Regions from separate parts of the Danio rerio genome. Here region 1 is linked to region 2. The links are chromatin contacts, called in public Hi-C maps. All regions are on one chromosome and are shown on one strand. The core of a region is the stretch at or near the end of the contact, and the rest is flanking DNA. Distances in the headings are between cores, read along the strand shown. Region 1 has its middle 33 kb from the start of zgc:55461. Region 2 holds the start of ccn1l1 (cellular communication network factor 1, like 1).

The links. Hi-C and Micro-C count contacts between places; a contact is called where the count stands out from the background.
Region 1: a contact with region 2 is called in a Hi-C map of embryo, with 2.2 times the contacts expected there. The contact joins the enhancer-like site here to the promoter of ccn1l1 in region 2. A contact is called at or near these places in 8 of 18 Hi-C or Micro-C datasets (caudal fin, embryo, fibroblasts and 3 more) and 1 of 4 datasets of contacts at active chromatin or transcription factors (caudal fin).

The regions. Positions count from the first base shown.
Region 1 is chr5:33,608,189-33,611,523 of GRCz12tu, forward strand. No RefSeq gene overlaps it. Among named protein-coding and RNA genes, the nearest start is that of zgc:55461, 33 kb to the right of the region's middle. Within about 2 kb of position 1,608, at least 8 of the 62 cell types and tissues checked have an H3K27ac peak or open chromatin away from gene starts, as enhancers often do.
Region 2 is chr5:33,533,343-33,536,429 of GRCz12tu, forward strand. It overlaps ccn1l1 (cellular communication network factor 1, like 1), which reads left to right and starts at 1,483. Exons shown (of 5, transcript NM_001017653.1): 1 at 1,483-1,746; 2 at 2,351-2,564; 3 at 3,052-3,087. The coding sequence starts at 1,672. It overlaps LOC141385837 (a long non-coding RNA gene), which reads right to left and starts at 2,495. Exons shown (of 3, transcript XR_012406920.1): 1 at 2,326-2,495.

The sequences.
Region 1 (3,335 bases), core at 358-2,857, 75 kb after region 2:
TCCAGTTTGGAGAGAACAAGAGCTTGAACAAGGAGTTGAGCTGCATGTTCAGATAAGAAGGGTCGGATCTTTCTGATGTTATAGAGTGCAAATCTGCACGATCGAGCAGTTCTAGAAATGAAAACTGAACTAAAGCTGAGTTTGATTACCAGCTTGAGGTCCTTTGCCAACCTTTCCCCTCTCTCTGCTTCCAACTTTTTCCTGTCAATTCTCTGCAAACCCTAAAAATTATATATATATATATATATATATATATATATATATATATATATATATATATATATATATATATATATAAATCACTCTTATAATAATAATTCTATTCAATAAACCTTTATTTGTATAGCGCTTTTACAATGTAGATTTAGTCAAAGCAGCTTCACATAAAAGATCATAGTAAATTGAAACTGTGTAGTTCAGTTTTCAGAGTTTAGTTCAGTTTTTAGTTCACATTCAATTCAGTTTAGCTCAGTTCAGTGTGGTTTAATAATCATTATTGACAGCCCAAACACTGAAGAGCAATCCATCGATGCCCAGCTCTACAGATCCTGAACCATGCAAGCCAGTGGCTACAGCGGCAAGGAACAAACTTCACCAATTGTAAAAGTGAAGTATTAAAAAACCTCGAGAGAAACCAGGCTCAGTTGGGCACGACCATTTCTCCACTGGCCAAACGTCTTGTGCAGAACTGCAGTCAAGGCGCCGGTGCAGTCAATATTAATTATTAATATTATTATTATTAATGGTAATAGTAATAAAAGCAGTAATGACTAGAGTAATAATTTCATTTGAAACAACATACAATAAGGCAGCAGTTATTCAAAACTGTAATAAATATTTAAAAAATACATGTAACAAATGACGCCTTGATGAACAGAATAATTTTCTTTAAAAAAATAAAAACTGACCCTAAACTTTTGACCTTAATGTATGTAACTTTGTTTTTTACCCATTTTTCCCACTACAGTGCCCTTTCCACCACATCCACTCTGTGGTGAAGTTGACACTTTAAACACAATTTATTTTTTCATCACACTTTAAAAAAGCAAATCAGTGCACTTCCAACTTCTGGAAAAAGTCTGTCAAAAGATCTGCCAAACAGCACAGCATTGATTCACAGTAGTGTGTGAGAGGTGCTATACCTGAAGGGAACGAGTGAGCTTCATCTGCATAAGCTGTGACAAGTCGATGGTAATTAGCTGTAAGATGTGAGTAGATGGCGGCTCAGGTTAACAGAGAGTCTATGCTCATTAGGAGAGATGGAGAGATGGTGGGGTCAAAACAGTCATGTGATACCGGATAAGTGGATGCGGGATAGTCAGATTTGGAACCGAGGAAAGGTATGTGATGACACCTGTATTTCCTAACAGGTTTGCTCTCATTTCCATTTCAAACAGTCTAAAGCAGCCAGCAGCATACACTGAACAGGCCTTCATTGCCACTCGTTTACTTTCACAGAGGTTCACACACGATAAAACCTCTTGTGCGGAAGACAATTGCTGTATTTACTCTTTGTCACGAACATCCTAACAGACATCCTCTCAGAGTCCTACCTATTGAAATGGGTGACAAAAGAGGGAAGAGACAGCATGGAAAAGTGCCCAAACCTGCTAAGGGTATCTGTTTTCCTCCGCATGCACAAGGGAGAACAGCCGGACGCTGTGTTTGGGTGCGTTCTGATAGCGGCGCTTATCGAGCCCCGTCTCTCTCTCTTCCTCCTTCCTCCGCTCCTTCTGTCTTCCGACCTCCGCCTCGAGGGGAAGCCGCTTATGTCATGCCGATTCTCCAGGCCTTGTGGGAGAACGAATGAAAGCAGTAAACTGAGAGGCAAAAGGTGCATGCATTGCTTTTGTTATTTATTCTGCTTGGTGAAATAGATACAGATTGCTTGCTTCTTGCTTACAGAGAATATTCTGAAAAAGAAAATTCATGTTATTATTTATTGACCATCATGCTGTTCCAAACAAGTTTGACTTTCTTCTGCTTCAGAATTTTTTTTTTGTCCATGAGCAAATGGGGTACAAAACTATTTTAGAACCCACTGACTTTAATACATGAACAAAAACACATTTTCCAAAATATTTATTGTTTAATAAACCGTAACAGATTTTTCCATTTTGGATATAGATATATCTATAAATGTCATTAAAGCTAACATATAGGTTACTTTGTCCAGTAAAGGGTTAAGGGACCTATACGCTCATACATGTAATGGTCCCATATTAGTCTTCACTAGAATAATTTTGGGGTTCATTAAAGAATTTCAGTGAGCAGTTGCTAGAGAATCAGTTGTTTGCTAGTGTGAAGAACATTTTTAATAATCTAGAAAATCTTGTAATAATCTAGAAATCATTTTGTATATGTTAAAGGTTCTTTGTGGAACAACCAATTCCATTTAAAAACAAAACATCTAGATATTCTCAGATTTCCTTGGTTCTCCATGAATGCTTTAAGGAACCTCTGCTGCTAGTAGAGTATCAGGTGTCAGTCTTCACAATCTCTGGCCTATGTTGACTTATGCCGAGTTCAGACTGCATGATTTTCAAAGTAGTCATGTCACAGATGTTTTCACACAGCATGACTATCTGGGCTAGCGTTTCGTCGCTGCTTTGTTTACACTGCAAGATGGATCGGCCACATTGACATTCACATTGCATGACTTTACTATAGGAAGAATCGCCGACAACTTCGTCCAAACTACGTCTCACAGCCAAAAACACATCGTATATCTTTTGTTATTAACTACATAATGAGAAAGAAGCCTTTAATGGGGTAGAACATGTACATGTTTGCTCACCTGGGTTTAAAGGGAATTAGCCATTTCTCCTCAACGTTGATAATAAACTAATTTCTTTCTGTATGAAACGTCAAACAAAGTTGCTCCTGAGTCCTGTCAAACCTCCACTAGTTTTTCCTCCATTTCGTGGGTCCAAATAAACCGAAAAAGAGCGCTTTTACCTTCTCCCCAGCCTCCCGCTGGCCTGCAGCAAGTATACAAACACGCACACACAAGTGAAAGCTGCTCTCTCATTGGCTGTAGGCGATGGCTGATGTTATTTTCAGTCAAAACTCAATTCACACGGCATGATTTGAATCGCCGACAGTTCCAAATATTTAGCATGCCAACTATCTCACAGGCATCGGCGACTCATTGGCGATTCTCTCAGATCGCGTCTTTGAAAGTTCATACTTTGTGATTGTCACTCACGTGCACGAGCAGCGATTTGCCTGTGATTTCAGGCATTTGTCGACGATTTCTCAAAACCTGTCGGCGAGCCAAAATCGGGGCTAAAATCACGCAGTCTGAACTAGGCATTAACTTTTACAGACTTTGT
Region 2 (3,087 bases), core at 233-2,732:
GCTGAAAGAGTGCGTGTGTGTGTGTGTGTGTGTGTGTGTAGAGGGGGGTGGTCCATGGAATCAGAATTAGATACCTTTCCTGAGTTTCATAACAGCCCTGACTACTTTGCCTGGACAACTTTTAATATTTCCAGCAGTTTTTCCAGCTTTCGTTTTTCTTATTGTCTGTCTAGAGGTGGTAAACAATCTTTAACAATCATTAATTCAAAATAAAATGCACAAAAGCTATATAGAAGGTTTATGTGTGTCTTGAAAAGGTTTAAATGAACAATAACACAGTCCCAGGTCTTAAAGAGAACTGAAAATCTCTGTCATTAATTACTCTCCCTTTACTTGATCCAGAGCAGTTTGTGTAACTTTCTTCTGTTTAATACAAAAGAAAATATTTGCAATACATTTTGAAACCAGCAGCCTTTGACTTCCTACTACTGAAATCGTCAGTGTTAAAGAGCAAATGGCTACTAGTTTCCACCATTCCTCAAAATATCTTATTATATGTACAGCAGGTTTGAAACCATTAGAGGGTGAGAACTTGAACTATCCCTTTAAAATTGGAGCTGAAATGATAAATTTACAACCTTAAGGTGTTTCATTAAGCATGCTGATGAATATATTCCTCAGCATTTCTGATTCCAAACATCGTAGCATACTAAATGACTACATTTGCCAAAATCAGAAGCAAACTTGAGAAATTAAGTTTTTTTTTTTTTGAGAAACTGAACAAAATTATGAGTTTATTAAATATTTTCAGTTTAAATTAAGCATTTTTTTGTCATTGTTCTTGTTTTTTTTAATGATAAAAAGGCTTTATTTTGATCATTTTCTCTTATGTCTCTAATAAATTTTGCTAACCAAATAAATCGATACTTTAAGATTATTTTTAATCTTGATGTTATTAATTTTAATTCCATTTTAAAGGCTTATTATTTATTTGTATGTCCAATTGTTTGTACTTTTGATTATATGTTTTTGTTTGCTCACAGGTTTAGATTGTGGGTTTAGGTGAAGCGTGCTGCTTGTTTGTTTGTTTTATTAAGCTGTATGTAAGTTTGTTATGATGTTTTGTACTCTGTTTGATTTATGTATCTCTTAGGGACCCCTTCGAAAATAAGATGGTTCATCTCAAGAGGCTGTCCCATTTAATAACACTGAAATTCAAGATTTTGCTTATGACAACAGAACAACACAGTTTGCATGGGTATTTAAGCCATTTTTGGAGTCTAACCAGACATAAATTGCTCATTGTGTGCTTCCTATAAATTTACATTTAGAAAAATATTTATAAACTGTGTTCCTTTAAAATTAGTAATTGTGTTTATTTTACTTGATTTTTAGAAAATCCATTTAGAATAAAAATCTAATACTCTGATGTAAACTATAATATTTTAACTTTATTACTTTTCCTTTGTGAGTATGTCTAAAGTAGCCTGTCAGATCTGTGTGTGTGTGTGATGTCATAAGGGGCTGTGCACCGCTGTCTATAAAACTGGCAGTCACTGAGGGAATCCAGCAGCACACAGCTTTGCAGTTTTTTGCATTTAGCCATTCATAACCTAAAGAGAAAAACTCGAGTGTAATTTGCTGAAGCCCTTGTGAATTGACAGATCCAGAACCAGGTCTAAACCAGAAGACACTTTCTGACGGCCTCTTAACAATTTTTTGGATAACACCATGTCTCCTCTGAGGATCATATTAAGGCAAGGACATTTCTTCACACTGGTGCTGCTGTCATGGGCCACTGCAGAGGTGAGTTTTTGTGTGGTCTAATCTAAATGTACGTTATTCTATCATTTTATATGACATTCAAGCTCTCTTTAATAATATATTTGCATATTACCAAAAATAATGTTTATAATCTAGGATTTTACATCTAATGTTAAATAATTTGAAGAAGGAGAAAACTTTAGGTTTAAATATAAAAGTGCAAAAGCTGCTTATAAACAATGTCTGTGTTTGCTAATAAAAGCATCTAAAATATTGTGTTGTGTGTGTACATACATACAGTGTTATAGATTACTAATTGCAGAAAAAGGAGTGACAGGGCATTGAATCCACTGTGGTGCCTGATTTGTGACAGGTTTTGGCTCACAGACCCAGTACTTTTCATAAATGTTGTCTGCCATACAGAGAGGCAGCATGAATTTACAACTACTGTAATAAATCATCTGCTTCATTGCAAAATTATGGCATTTTAAACGCTTTTTTCGTACATTCCTATGTGAAAGCAGCTCATTATCGCTGGATTTATGGCGTAAATGAGGGAAAATATCACATAGGGAAGTGTATTCTGGCACCGGTACATATAGTTTATATAGGTTGACTAACCTCTCGTTCTCGTGTGTGTCCTCAGGTGCAGGGAGGATGTCCGCTGAAATGTTCTTGTCCTTCCACTCCCCCCTCGTGTCCTCCAGGTATCAGCTCGGTTTTGGACCACTGTGGCTGCTGTCGGGTCTGTGCCAGACAGTTTAACCAGGACTGCAGCCCTACTGAACCCTGCGACCACATTAAAGGACTGCGCTGCCACCTAGGGGCCGAGGGAGACCCTGATAGAGGCTTATGCAGAGGTGAGGAGAGCAATTAAGTAATACGAGAGTCTGGTTGTTATCAACTACAAAAACATAAATACAGCTAATTGTCACAGCACTTTACTTGATAATAAATAAAATAAAAATTTCAAGTAAATTAATGAAATTATTAATGAATTAAAATATAAAGTTTAAGTATTAGGTGCTAATTAAAGTATAATTTTAAAAAGTAGGACAAATATGACAAAAGTAAACGTCAATAAAATAAACAAACACTGCATTTTAACAATTTAAAAATAATTGTAATAAATATACATGGGAAAAGTGCAAAGAAAATGGACTAAAACCAAAATAAAAAATAATTAATCAATTATAATGGGATAACGCTAAACGGTAACATAAATATATATTCAAATAAAAAATAATAAATCACTAAAATAAAAAGAAATTAGCATAATTAATTAAAATAAGTTAAAGTGTGTCTCTGTGTTAATCAAGCAATATCAATGTTTATTCAATCATCCAGCGGAGGCTCAGGGTCGCCCGTGTGAACTGGATGGAC